Regions from separate parts of the Mus musculus genome. Here regions 1 and 3 are each linked to region 2. Evidence: chromatin contacts called from public Hi-C and HiChIP or PLAC-seq data. All regions are on one chromosome and are shown on one strand. The core of a region is the stretch at or near the end of the contact, and the rest is flanking DNA. Distances in the headings are between cores, read along the strand shown. Region 1 overlaps Grin2b (glutamate receptor, ionotropic, NMDA2B (epsilon 2)). Region 2 holds the start of Grin2b (glutamate receptor, ionotropic, NMDA2B (epsilon 2)). Region 3 overlaps Grin2b (glutamate receptor, ionotropic, NMDA2B (epsilon 2)).

Region 1 (4,874 bases), core at 642-3,141, 160 kb before region 2:
TGTGTGTGTGTATGTGTGTGTGTGTATGTGAAAGAGAGAGAGAGAGAGATTTCAAAGCATGCCTGAGCTCATTCATTCCTCTGAACATTTATCAAAAGAGTCTTTTCTAATTGGCCTTAATGTAATAATAAAGAAGCAGAAAGGGATGCATGGTCTACCTTGTTCTCTCCATCCTCTTTCTCTCTCCATTCTCATCCAGTCTATAACTTTAGGGTCTCAGGTAGCCTACTGTGAAACAGAAGTACCCCGAGGGAAAGAAAGGCCACCATTGTCCAGCCTGCCCTCATTCTTTTCTCCCACCTTTCTCTGTGCCCACCTCCTCCCTCCTACCTTTTGAACACTGACAGCCTCTGTTGTTCTCTGTTCCTCTTCCTGTTGCAGTGATAAGGTACAAAAGCAACTTTAAGGAGGAAGGGTTTATTCTGGTTCACAGTTCAAGGTACAGTCTGCCATAATGGGAAAGTGTAGGTAAGGAGCTGGCCACACAGCCGAGAAACAGAGCACTGTACGCATGCTGCTGCTAAGTTCTTAGGTCATTTAGATAGCTCGGGATGCCTTGAACAGGGATTGATGCCAGCCACAATTAGCATGGAGCTTCTCATATCAATAAACACATTAAAGAAAATCCCTGAAGTGAAGTTGGCAGTTGACCCTAACCATCACACTTTTATAATACCAAACTTTCTGAGAGTATGTAGTGTCCTGGGACCCTGTGAATTTCATTGTCAAGCTGGCACGATTTAGAATCACGCATCTGTTTGGAAGCACACATCTGTATCTATGAGGCTGTTCTCAGAAACATGTAATGGAGCAGAAGAGACATATCCTGAAAGTGGGCAGCACCTTTCCCAAGTGAGAGTCCTGGCCAAATAAGGAGATGCAAGCTGGGTACCAGCATTCAGCTCTTTCTGCTTCCTGACCACAGATAAAACATGGCCGCCACCTCATAACCCTGCTACCATGAGTTCCACATCACAATCAGCTATGCCTTCAAACTCTGAGGTAAGGCAAACCTTGTTTCCTAAGTTGTTTTTAAGGAATTTTGTCACAGCATTGAGAAAAATAATTAAAACAGACCCTGAAATGCCTTGTGTGGGAAAGATGTTTGCACCCCCATTCACGCTGAGTCCGTTTATCGCCCTAGTGTCTCCTAAAGTAGCTGTGAGCCTGCTGGAAAGATTTGAGGACATTGGAAGTCTAAACAGCAGAGCATCTTCCTCGCCACATTCCTCTCACAAAAGGCTTTTTGGTAAAACAGAAATTCCTTAGTGTCACCCAAACCAAACAGATATTAGGTGCAAAGACAGCAAAAGAGGACTCTGATGGTCTCAAGAACCTCCATGGGCACAGACTGCCAGGGACGGGGTTGGAGGATGCATGTAGGCAGAGCATTGAGGAAGTATAAAGACCCACCCAGCTCTGACTACAGGTACTTAAATTAGCATTCTGGGGGAGAAAAGCAGGCAAGGGCTTAAGGAAGCAAGAGAGGAGGGAGGGAGGGAGAGAGAGAGACGCAGAGACACAGAGAGACAGACAGAGACAAAGTGTGAGACAGAGACAGACACAGAGAGAGACAGAGACAGAGAGAGACAGAAAGGGGCAGAGAGACATTCCGAGAGAGACAGAGATACAGACAGAAATAGAGAGACTGAGAGACATGCAGAGAGAGAGAGAGACAGAGAATGAGATAGACACAGAGAAACAGAAACAGAGACAGAGATGGAGAGACCACATCAGAAAAAAAAAGGAAGGAAGGAAAAGCAGCTGCAATGTGTCCTAATTTGGAGAACCCGGCCACATTGCCATGGCAACCCTGAATCGCCACAAGGCAGCCAGGCAGGGCTTTAAACACTGAGTTAAATAGTTTAACTATGAAAAAGAAAGAAACAGATGTAGGGGGCTTTTTAAAAAAATTCCGAAAGAAAGGCCTGGAGCCTGCAAAGGTCCAGAAAGAGACGCTGTCCTGGCCTGGCTGGATTTCAAGAGAGATTTCAAGAGTGGAGCCAAGGGCTCTACTCTGGATCTTCCTTCTCTGATCTGGGCAGGCTGGAGACTCGGTATGTGTCTATAGCTAACCTCTACCTTAAGAAAAATCCCCCTAATGACAGTTGGATGCTAAGCTAGACATTCCTCAGGCATCTGGGCGATGCTCAGAACTACAGCCCAAAGTCAAACCTGTACATCACTCTGAGGCCTTGTTCAGTGAGCCACAGGACACGGTAGTCTCCTAAAGGCAAAGATACTGAGACCACAGAGGGCTAAGCTAGGCAATGGTGTGGCTGCACCTGTAACCTATACATGGCACACTGGCCTATGGGGCCTGTATGCCTACACAGTTCTGGGCTATTGGGGGGGAGGGAGAGGCACATTTCACATGTTTAAAACAAGAAATTAAAAGCCACCCTGAAACCATGCCTCTGTGAGCTTCACCGTGTGGGATGCTTTCAGATGTAGGCAGCGATGACAGCAATTTGGAAAAGAGTTTTCAGAGTGGCTCTGGACCTTTGGAAAATATGAATTAGCATATAAAACTGTTCTTCCATCTGGAACATTAATTACTCAAATTACACACTTAGTGTTCGACATTTTGCTTTACCTGGCAAAAAGGCCCTCGACTCCTTGCCTACTGCAGCCCTTTTGATCTTCTGCTGTTAACAACAAAAGTTCCTCTTCCCTTACCTACCCCATCACATCCTCTTACTCCTCTGGTGGGGCCCAGGATCTCCTGTGGGAGCTGAGGGTGCCATGTGACTGGGCCGTGTGGGATCAAGCCAGACAGCATCGAGTTGGTCATGCCACACAGCCACTCGGTGTCAAAGGAGGGAGTGGTGTGTGTCACAGGTATCCAGGCAACTGGACAAGCTCTGAGATGAGCTTGGGATGGAGATGACACTGGGATGGAGAGTCCATTTTCCTTGTAGCTGGACACCAGTAATGAACCCAGAAGAGCTCCGCTTTTCCCCCAGGCCACGTTCATCATCTCCTTTCTTGTACATCAACTTACATTACACCCCTTGCTCTATCTTCATATCCCCAGCTGCTGTAGCTGACCAGCTACTTCCTCTTTTCTGCTCTACATGAGCATCCACTGAGTACCCACCCCACCAACACTGCCCAGAAGCCTACCATGTCTCTCTCACGGCCAAGACCCAAGGCAAATGACAGAGAACACATGGCAAGCTTCCCTGGGTCCCATGACAAATGAAATCGGGCCTTTCTCACTGTGAGCCCCCTTTTCTGAGCCTCTCCCTGTCCCCTAGGCCAGACCTTTTATTAAGTCTTGTCCCAAACCCTTAACTTCTTCCATCCGGCTCCGGCTCTCCTCCGTGCGACCATTGAGAAGGTTGAATGAACCATCTATTGCATGGGGCCAAGTGCCTGGCAACAAGAAGGGCTTCCATCTCGTCAAGCAATGTGCTAGGCGCCCGGGCATTTGTTTCACTGGCAAGACTGGCATTATCCATCTGATTGGACAGTGCGGAACCCAGTGCTCACAAAGGTTATGTAATATCCGAAGTCAAAACTGGTAGGAACTACTAAATCCAGTTTGATGCTCAAAGCACTGCATTGAATCTCTACCCACTTCTCAGTGGGGCCTCAAATTGCCTCCACAGAAGCATGGTGTTGGCAGAGTGGCCAGAAGGTGACAATTCCAAGGAGTGCTGAAGACCTCTGCAAAGCCCAGATAGTGTCTGCATGGAGCATGTGTATTTATTTGCAGGCTAGCCTCTCCTGGAGCTACTGTGGCCCACTGCCTTTCTAATAAACAGGATCAAGCTTTTGGTTAAGGAAAAACATCATGCTATGTATTCCTGAACTGTAATACTGTCATCTCCAGGCCGGTGCCTGAGTCAACCAGAGATGTGATGGTTCAGGAGGGGCAACTAAGAGGAAAGGGGAAACTACTTTCCTTTCAGTAAAATTAAATGAGGAAACGTCTCCATAGCAGAGGGACACATTAGATAAACGGGACAGATGAATGCTTAGGTAAGAAAAGTAGCAAAGGAGCAACAAAGTCAGGATCCAGGGTTTGCTCAGGCACTGCAAGCCTCCATGATCAGCGCTGGGGCGGCAGAATCAGATGGGTCTCTGTGAGTTCCAGGCCAGCCTAGTCAGTATGGCAAGTTCCAGGCCAGCCAGGGCTACATAGCAAAGCTTTGGCTCTAAAGCTATGAACACGACCAGAGAGACCTCCAAACCACCTACGGGGAAGAAGTTAGCAATAAATCCAATTTGGACCCTTCTGAGTGACTGCTGAGATGCCCATGGCTGCCTCAGTCACGGAAGAGAGAACTTCTAGCTGAAATTCCCCGTTTCTGAGCAATTTCCAGCTCCATCGGATTCCTATTCTCACTAAGCTCCAATCTCCCTTCCTCACTTCTCCAGTTTTTCTTTCTGCTTCACTGTTGAATTAACCTGCACTTAAGGAATAATAGAATTATCCTGCATTGTTTCTGCACATTACTTAAATGGTTTCTTGTGATTATAGTGCCAACCTTTTGGCCTTGGCCTCCTGCTGTCTGTCTCTTTTCCACCCCCTAGTCCCCCAATCATATCTTCGTTCTCTCCTATCACCCCTTCAAGGATTTACAGGGTCATGTCACCTAGCCAACTGGTCAGTTGTCACTGATGATCAGGTATGACACAAGAGAACCTCTAACATGGCCTTGAAGGTAAGGGCCAGAGGTGGTGGGGTGGGGAGAGCAGTTGGAGAAGGCCAATGTCCTACCCAAGAAACGAGAGTCACTGAAGATAGCTGTGCAGCTGGAACTGCAGGCTCTCCTGCCCTACTCTAGACAAGCTAAGGCATGGAGCCCATCTCCTTCCCAGCTCCATACTATACCAAGCATTCCATCACTTGCAAACCTCACATT
Region 2 (4,428 bases), core at 607-3,106:
CATGTGAGGTTAGTAGCCCGAATATATAGATTTAAGGAGTCTCCGGCAATTAAGGGTTGGGTTCTCTTTTCTTTTTTCTTTTCTCTTTTTCTTTTTAATTTTTTGGAGCTTTAGTAGAGGAGTCTCTGTGTGGAGAAGCTGGGGGCAGGCTCTGTCCCTCCGTGGAGCGTGGTCATTCCCAAAGCGTCCCCTTCCTAAGGGGAAAAAACGAGGAGGTCAGGGTTTGATTCGAGTGTCTCCCGGAGGGTTAGCAAAATGCATGCCGGAAAAAAAAATATAGATATCTCTATACCAAGTCGTTATAAGGAAAGGGGGAGGAAACCCTGCATTTCCCACAGAGTACACACCAGAGGAATTGAAAACAGCTGGCACCAATCTATAAATAATTCCGAAAAGGTCTGCCTATGCCGTTCCTGGGACAGGCATGGATGAAAGGTGAGAAAAGCCAACCTGAATGGAAGAGAGGGAAGAGGGAAGTGGAAAGCAAGGAGGAAGGCAGGGAGAGGAGGCTCCACACAGCAGTTCACACTCACACACACGCGCGCGCGCGCGCATGCACGCACACCATCCCCACTTAACTCGCCAGTGAGTGCGGCCCCCAGCCCCATCTGCAATGCTGCTGACACGTCTGGCTCGCTCTCCTCATCTCCTCCAGCAGCGGAGCCTCCTCCCACCCCGGGCTCGTGCTCAATGGGTTCTGATTGTGCACCGGCCGCACACTGGGCATTTCTTGGATGGGGCACACTGACACGCGCGTACACACGCCCCCGACGCGCACGCGCCCCCGCGCGCACTCACACTCACCCCCGCGCACACTCACGCCGCCGGCGCGCTGATGTGCAGCGCACCGGGCTGCACCTGCAGCCAGAGGATTGGACTGGAGGGTCGCAGCGCGTGGCTCCCGCCTCTGGCACCGCTGCCCAGCCTCTCCCCTAGAAGGGATTAACCACCTCAGAAAGACCAAAGGCAGTCCTGTCCCCTTCCCCCTCCCCAAAAATATCCTTTTGTTTAAAAGGAAAAATAAAAAACCATCCAAAATAGCAAGTGCCCGGTGCTGCTGGATTGGAAAGCTGTACCCAATACCAGGTTGGTTAGCAGTGCCAAGGCTTCGAGCCTTTATCTGCCTGATTTCTCCAAACCCTCAAAATTGAGACTCCAAAGCGGGCATTTACGTACCGGTTCTGCACCTCCGAGGTGGCAGTCTCCGGAGAGGGGTGGCGGGTGTCGAGGGTTTGAGACGTTTTCTTTCCTGCAAAGCAGGATAAATGGATCAGTCTCCTGGGTTGGGAAGTTCACTACGACTCTTTGCAGAGCAGAAGGAAATGTATTCGGATGCCAGCTCCGCTGGATGCCGGGGATAGAAAGGCAGCTTGACCCGAGAAGCGCTTCTCCATAGAGCCAAGCCCCGAGATTTCCTAGAGGTGAAGGAACCCAAGGAAGTGGTGCTGGAAAGGGGGTGGGGGAGGACCTTCCTTTCTCAAAAAGGGGGGGGGGGAGTGGAGAGGCAAGAGAGCCCAGATTCCAGTTGGTGGTGATGGGAGCCGGGGGAGGGGAAGCGGGCGGGGGCAAGTCAAGCGTTCGGCAGCAGGAGAGGAAGAGCAGGGGAGGAGGGGGAGAGTAAGAAAAATGGGTATTAATCACCGGCGACGCGGGGAGGGCGGGGACATCAAAGGTCCTGGTCTTGATTTGGGTCTCACACCCAGGAACGTGCCACTCAAGCGCGCGCTCGCGCGCGCACACCACACACACACACACACACACACACACACACACACACACCCTACCTCTCACACAGGAGGTTCAGGAGGAGAAACCCAAGAGGCAGGGTGTGTGTGCACGCGCGTCCTCTTGCTCTCCACCCCCCACCCCTCCCCACTCCCAAACCCCCTCCATCACCCCCTCACTCCCACTGCTAAGACTCTTGGCTGAGGCTGCTTCTCACGTCATGAGCTGGGGGAAGTGGGGTAGCCAGGGGGTGGGAAAAGCTTAACCCGAGGCCGTGGTGCCTCCTCCTGGCAGCAAGAAGGAATAGCAGCGAGATGGGGCGGCTTAAGGGAGAGGGGAAACAGTGGCCACCTTGGACCACCGCGCAGGGCTGTGCACCTCAACCCGAAGGCCATGCTGCAGACTGACACTGAAACCACTCCCCTGGTTCCATTCAGCAGTCTCTGCTTAGTACCTGCTTTCCGGGTGCAGAGTGCAACTTGATGACAGGATTCTTGTCTTCAGGGAGCTTGAGATCTGTCTTCAGTGCAGGAAATTGACAGTTAAACAATAGGGAAGCAGGTAAATGTAATTAAAAGGCTGAATTGTACAGCAGTGTGTGTGTGTGTGTGTGTGTGTGTGTGTGTGTGTGTGTGTGTATGTGTGTATGTGTGTGTATGTGTGTATATGTGTGTGTGTATGTGTGTGTGTATGTGTGTGTGTATGTGTGTGTATATGTGTGTATGTGTGTGTATGTGTGTGTGTATATGTGTGTATGTGTGTATATGTGTGTGTGTGTGAGTGTGTGTGATATTTTCCGGCTGCTGGGAAAGATTTGAGGACTTTGGGGTTCTTTTTTAAGTGGATTGCGTTATTTAAAGATCTCAAGCAAAAATGATAGACAAACGAATGTTTCCCATATGAAATGATTTTACAGCACTGACTAACCCAGCTTCTCTAAAACGGAAAATAGCAGCCATTTCTCTCCCTCTTGAGCTGTTTTATGTTTTGGGAGTCCTTGTGATCACTTGTAGTATTATCTATTCTTCAATATTAATATCCTTGTAGATACATCCTTGTTATTCTCACCCATTGTCTCTGTTACAGTGGAGGTGAACTTTTATGGCAGTAAAACAACGGGCTTCTCACTCACCAACCTGGGAGAATGTGACCGGAACACACAGGGATCGGTCCCATTCCAAGCAGCCTGGAACTCCGGTCTACGGGCCAATGCGCACTGGCCTCTAGTCCAGTCAGCACCAGGAACACCTCAGGCGGGTTCTCCACAGCAGTGTTTTTTCCCGTTCCCTGAACTTTGTCAGGCTAATTCTTGGCATCTAATGTTTTCACGACACACAGAGGAGAACACAAATATCGCGTATTCAAAAGCAATACCGTGTGCCTCTCTGTGACCATTCCCATTCTTTCCCGAGACAAAGTGAGGTTGCGCATCTACTCCTTTGGGAAAGTGTGGAATGTGGTCACTGCTCTCTGCTGGATGCACACAATGGCCGACTGGACCCAATCATGTGCATGTTCTAGTGACTGGAACAAAGGCAGATGCCCTAAGCCAGGACACAGTGAAGCACGCTGCCCTTGCTCTTACAGTAATGTTTTCTTTTTTTCTTTTGAAATGAGATCTACACCCACTTAGGCACCCTTGTGGGTTGACTGGTAACCTACTATTCTAAATATGGCTATCTTTTACGTTTCACCTCGTGGGCCACCCTTCCCTCCCGATGCCCTTTTCCAAAACTTGCATACTACTCTTATTTGTTTTCATTTCTCCTGTTGCCCAAACCTAACATTTCCATTTCAGTCTATCCACTTTCCCTAGCAGAGAGCAAAGAAGGAACACACATCTCCTCTGCCCGTGGCGCAGTCCACGGTGCTCTCCTTTGGGAGTCTAATTCCAGGTCGTTTTCATCATCCAAGCCTGAATTGATTTCTGTAAGCATTTCAAGGATTTGATAGTGAGAGGTGGCATCTGGCCATCTCACTCTCCGAGTCTACCTGTTCTGTGTAGAGATGCAGAGCATGGTTCACTCCGCTGACTTTCACAGTGACTGAAAGATATCTCGTGCGTAGATCATCCCGGTATGTAACATATTAACATCAGCACGGTGGAGAAAGAGCTGACCAGTCAGAAGAAAAAAAAAAAAACATCCCTGAGCCATCTGCGTTATGCCATACAGTACTATTGGCAATTCAATCATGATAGTCTCAATCACACAAAGGAACCATTATTGACCTATAATAAAAAGGCAATTTCATGAAACTCAATGGAGAATTGTATCCTTCAGTGTCTTTCCTGTCTTCCCAACCAGCTGCTTAGTTCCTTGTATGAAATTATTTTTTCTGAGAATTTCTTACATGAGTATACAGTACTTGGTAACATCCCCAGGCCTCCCTGCCCACTCTTTCATGGACTCAGTGATTCTTGGGTTTTTCTGAGGCTTCTGACCTGCTTAGTTGTTCTGATGACAGGACTAAGACATCTTAGGAAGCACAGAGCTAAATGAGAAGTGCTATCCTTCCTCCACGGCATACATTCCCTGGACCCGAGGGCTTCTCTCCCTGATTCTCAGACTTGTGACACCCACCTCTTATTTCTTCCCTTTTCTTTTGGGACTGAGTTGAGCCCAGGGCTCTTCACATGCTGGGCAAGTGCCCCAGCACTAGGCTATATCCCAAGCCCCATTCCTACTTTTTATTTTGAAACAG
Region 3 (4,437 bases), core at 1,022-3,521, 220 kb before region 2:
TACTAAGTTTTCAAAAGGCAGTAATGGGTTTTTACATATTACTGTATCAGCCAGTATACACAGTAGACAATAAGCACATTACTGCATAATACAGTAATGTTATGTTGTTTCATACTTACTCAAGCAGTATATATAAAAGTACTCTGACCCTATAGCTAATGTGCTCTGTACACATGCCTGTGACCCTGGGACTTGGGAAGCAAAGGCAGGAGGAGCAAAAGTTTAATGTCATCCTTGGGTACATAGTGAGTCTGAGGCTAGCCTGGTCTGCATGAGTTTAATGTCATCCTTGGGTACATAGTGAGTCTGAGGCTAGCCTGGTCTGCATGAGTTTAATGTCATCCTTGGGTACATAGTGAGTCTGAGGCTAGCCTGGTCTGCATGACGTCCTGTCTCAAAAGGAGACATATATTATACGCATGTGCTCTTTAATTACTTTATTAGTTTGGATGGCTAAACCATGAGCTACTGTTTTACTTTCAATCTATTTGTTTAAAGTGAGGTTGAACGTTTTTGTGTCATTGGTGACAATTACATTTGTTCACAGAACAGTATGTCTGTTTTGCAGTAGCAACTCTGTGGTAGAGACTGGTTTTAACAAGCAAAGAAATGTGACATTCTCTAAAATAGCTGAGAAGATACTTAAGTTAGTACTACCTCATACTCCTCCATACAAGTGCTGGGTCATCTCATGTGTATTCTGAGGGAAGGGAAGGCATAAGCTAGAAAATAAAGGTGAAAATCTGTGAAGGTTTTGAGCAGGAATCACTAGGAATGAGGGCAGACGAAAACCGAGAAGACTATAGTCTGCTCCGAGAGAACAAAATGAAGCTGCAGGGAAGAGAGACTGAGCTTTAAAATGATCGTCAATGCCAAGCGAAGAAAGAGAGGACACATTAAAAAAAAAGGAGTCCCCCAACCGTTAAAATCAACGTATTCAATTAATCATAAATGATTACCCTTATGTCCTTAAGTGTGGTCCTGACCACAGTGCCATGCTGTGGAATGAGAGATGTTGTGGGCAACGGAGGGATAATAATAGTCCAGGGGGAACAAGAGCATGCTAACGGGAGTCCCAGAGGTGCATGGCACCAATGCCAAGATGATCTGGAGCCCTCTTCCATTAACCTGGTGGCCCTGTCTCTGTCCTGATCCCAAGCAAGAAGAGCTTCTGAGTATGGATGCGTTGGGCCAAGGCACCTTTGGAATGCCCCCTTTCAGTTCTGAAAATGGAAGGACAGCTCAGAGAAAGCAGAGTCAGCAGTGGGAGCCAGCACAGCAGTGACTCACAGCCTTCTTCCTGTAGGCTTCCTGGAGAACTCTTCTTTCAGACGACTGGTCACATGGCAAGCTCTGGTCCACATCTGGACCGCTCAAACGTAACTGATACCCTCCGTTGACTCTCCTTATCCATGTCAATGTCAGCCCACCTCAGTTGTACTAGGGATCCACAGTGAAGCCAAGTCAAGATGGGTAAAGGAAAGAAGGCAGGAGGAAGATTTAAAGAGAGTTGCTGCTTGGGCCAGAGAACCTTCTCCATGTGGTGACCAGCAGTTAAACAGAGACTCACGACTGGTCAAGTGCTGTGTGTGAGTGTGAGCCTTCAGCCTTGAAGGGCACTTGTACATCAACTCCCTCCTGAAAGCTTAGGTCACCCTGTCAAAAAGAGAGCAGAGAGAATGTAGGAGCCAGAGGGTTTGTGTTTGGAGCAGCGCTATGAATTGATGTCTTCTGGATACACATGTCTGCTGCAGTCATGAACTCACAGCAGCTACGGTTACCTACTCAAGACCCATCCAAGATCAGCTAACGTTCTTGTGGACTTCACTAATTGGACTTAAGGAGTGAGGGAGAAGAAGACATAGAAATACAAGGGAGGGGTGTCTCAGAGAAAGCAAGAGAGTTGGGATGGGTAAGATCAAGATCATTGTAGACATGTATGAAGCTGCCAAAAATTAAAATATATTATAAAAACAGTTATAAAAAGGAAAATGTAAAGATCATGTCTCCTAGTGTACTGGTGGACACAGAACCCCATTGTACAACGGGAGCTCGGGAGGAGATAGGCCTCAGAAGTAGCTGTAAAATCAGGAATGGCTGGGCAGAAAGGCTCAAAGCCAGAAACGATGTCAGCACAGAGGTTCATGCCTGAAACCTCAGCCATCAGGAGGCCGAGGTAAGAGGACTGTGGACCACTCAAGGCCCTACACAGGCAGTGCCAGCCAGCCGGAGGCTTTCTTCCTTGTCCCCCTTCCCTGAAGAACGCAGATGTCCCAAATGTACATCAGGTATTTTGGGTGCTCTGTGCTTCTTTGAAGCCCACGTGTAGGTGGTGCCCCTGTTCTATGGAAGCTTTGTTGACTCAAATCCAAACAGCAACTTTAAGGGCGTCACAACCAAACTGTCTCCCTGGATTACCTTTGCCACAATTCCCGTGTCTTCCTTCTGGTTATCTCTATGAGCTCTCAAGCCTGATTGCTACTGTTCAGCCCACACCAATTAAAATCTAAGGTCAAGCTTTTTGACTTGTTCTAGCACAGAGGAACTCCCGGCCATACCATCCACTCTGTGAGTGTAGGAACTTCACAGACTTGAACACATCAGGGAGGCCCAGTGTTGCAGATCGAGTGACCTTCCCCAGCACTGTGGACACACTACTCTTTCCTGTCACATTCTTCCTCCAGGGTCCTCCTATTTTTGAACATTAGAGATGTGAACAGAAGTTTCTGGAAAGAAACTGCAGTTTCCGCTGACCTTTCTGCAAATCTGAATGTTGGATTAGAATTCTAGTGATTGAGAGAGGTTGGGATGATGCAAGTCCAGAGCCAAATTATCTTGGGAGCATTTTTAGCCTCCATAATAGCCATTGATTGCCCTCCTTCTCTACCTTACCTAATTATTTAAATTATTTGGAATATACAAACACAGACTTAGTTTTCAACCAAACAAAAAGCTTAAAATGTCATCAGATAACATCTGAGGCCTATAGCTGTAACTTTCCTGCTTTACCTAACCCACCTGCCTAAAAAAAAAAAAAAAAATCTCCACCTGTGTTTGATTTATGACTTTTCTTGCTCTGTTACTATAAAAACATCGTGAAACTGCTTCCACATTGGAACACGTAATTTAGGGTAACCTAAATCTGTATCCCTGGGCCGTGGTCACTCATATGTGGCTTCCGGATAAATTGTCCCTTACCCCCTTCAAACTGAGAGTTGTGTCTTCGCATCAGCAGATACATTTATTTTTATCTTGTTCATGTATTTCTTCTTCATTTCAGACAGAACATTTACCTCTTTGAAGTCCTCTGAGTTCTCAGTTTCTACTCCAAGTAGATTTTTTTTGTATTATTTTTATCCTGTTCCCATTTTCCTGTCTGTCTGTCTGTCTGTCTGTCTCTGTGTGTGCAGGCTTGCTTTTGTATGTGTGTGAGCACATGTACATGTGAAGTCACATACAGATGCATATCTGAATGTAGAGACCCAAGATTGACATCAGACATCATCTTCAACACCTTTCCACCTGTTCACTGAGGCAGGCCTTCTCAGTCAAACCCACTTCCCAGCAGTCTTGCTAGCTATCTTGTTCTGGGAATCCCAGTCTCTACGTTCCATGACTAGAATGACAGGTTGGTTGCCATGACTACCCAGTATTGGTGTGGGTGCTGGGTCCTCATGCTTCTGTGGCAAGCACTTTAGCCTCTGAACCATCTTCCCAGCCTCTGAATTAACTCTTTTAAAGATCATATTACTCTCTCTGCACAGGAGTCCACAGGATATACCTTTCTTCAGTCAGATCTCAGGATGATATAAATTGCATAACACTAGAGAAGTTGTATGCCAAGAGTGTCCCCATAAGCATAGGTAATATTCAAAACATAGCTGGCACAATGCCTTTAATAGTCAGCCTTATTCAGAAGTGGAGCATGCTCCTGCTAGGTCCTGACTTATGAGAAAATTAGAAGGACTAATTGTCCATTACTAACTGGTATAGAAGTACAGATGTCCCTCTTTGTCCTTGGGGGATCAGGCTCAACAACCTCCTCAGTGGATACCAAACTCCGAGACTGCTCCCTCCAGTCCCTGATATAAAATGACAGCACAGGATTAGCATATGACATATGGCATCCTCCAGCAAGTAGACTTTAAGTCATCTCTATGCATAACTCCTAGTATAATGTAAATGCTAATGCTAATAGCTGGGTAAGGACTAATGGTAGTGAAAAAACTGTCCAGACTCAAATGTTTCATAAATACTTCGGGTCCATATTCGCTTGACTCTGTTGATGTAGAACTTGGGGATACAGAGTCTGGTTGTGCTTCATGAACTGACGTCAGCATGAGCATATAGGTGCTTAGCAGCTGAACTCCAGATCATCCTGGATTAGTAGGATGCCTAATCCGAGTCAGCGGCTTCTCTGACATCTCACAGGATCCT

The links. Hi-C and Micro-C count contacts between places; a contact is called where the count stands out from the background. HiChIP or PLAC-seq counts read pairs in DNA pulled down with a chosen protein or histone mark.
Region 1: an H3K4me3 HiChIP or PLAC-seq map of forebrain shows a contact between it and region 2, with 3 times the contacts expected there. The contact joins the enhancer-like site here to the promoter of Grin2b in region 2. A contact is called at or near these places in 1 of 39 promoter capture datasets (frontonasal cranial neural crest), 1 of 484 Hi-C or Micro-C datasets (cortical neurons), 3 of 115 datasets of contacts at active chromatin or transcription factors (astrocytes, embryonic forebrain and forebrain) and 1 of 9 other capture datasets (liver).
Region 3: a contact with region 2 is called in a Hi-C map of cerebral cortex, with 3 times the contacts expected there. The contact joins the enhancer-like site here to the promoter of Grin2b in region 2. A contact is called at or near these places in 5 of 39 promoter capture datasets (embryonic stem cells, hippocampal neurons, neural stem cells and 2 more), 6 of 484 Hi-C or Micro-C datasets (cerebral cortex, embryonic stem cells, forebrain and 1 more), 8 of 115 datasets of contacts at active chromatin or transcription factors (SST interneurons, embryonic basal ganglia, embryonic forebrain and 5 more) and 3 of 9 other capture datasets (adipose tissue, embryonic stem cells and liver).

The regions. Positions count from the first base shown.
Region 1 is chr6:136,008,675-136,013,548 of GRCm38.p6, forward strand. The region is part of intron 4 of Grin2b (glutamate receptor, ionotropic, NMDA2B (epsilon 2)); the gene reads right to left. Among named protein-coding and RNA genes, the nearest start is that of Gm14330, 160 kb to the left of the region's middle. Within about 2 kb of position 1,892, at least 49 of the 459 cell types and tissues checked have an H3K27ac peak or open chromatin away from gene starts, as enhancers often do. A contact at or near this core is called in cortical neurons and forebrain, where this site is marked.
Region 2 is chr6:136,171,689-136,176,116 of GRCm38.p6, forward strand. Grin2b (glutamate receptor, ionotropic, NMDA2B (epsilon 2)) reads right to left here and starts at 1,857. Exons shown (of 15, transcript NM_001363750.1): 1 at 1,785-1,857; 2 at 1,177-1,249; 3 at 1-194. Gm26653 (a long non-coding RNA gene) reads left to right here and starts at 1,340. Exons shown (of 3, transcript XR_378074.4): 1 at 1,340-1,421; 2 at 2,166-2,286; 3 at 2,812-4,022.
Region 3 is chr6:135,950,595-135,955,031 of GRCm38.p6, forward strand. The region is part of intron 4 of Grin2b (glutamate receptor, ionotropic, NMDA2B (epsilon 2)); the gene reads right to left. Among named protein-coding and RNA genes, the nearest start is that of Gm14330, 100 kb to the left of the region's middle. Within about 2 kb of position 2,272, at least 3 of the 459 cell types and tissues checked have an H3K27ac peak or open chromatin away from gene starts, as enhancers often do. A contact at or near this core is called in cerebral cortex, where this site is marked.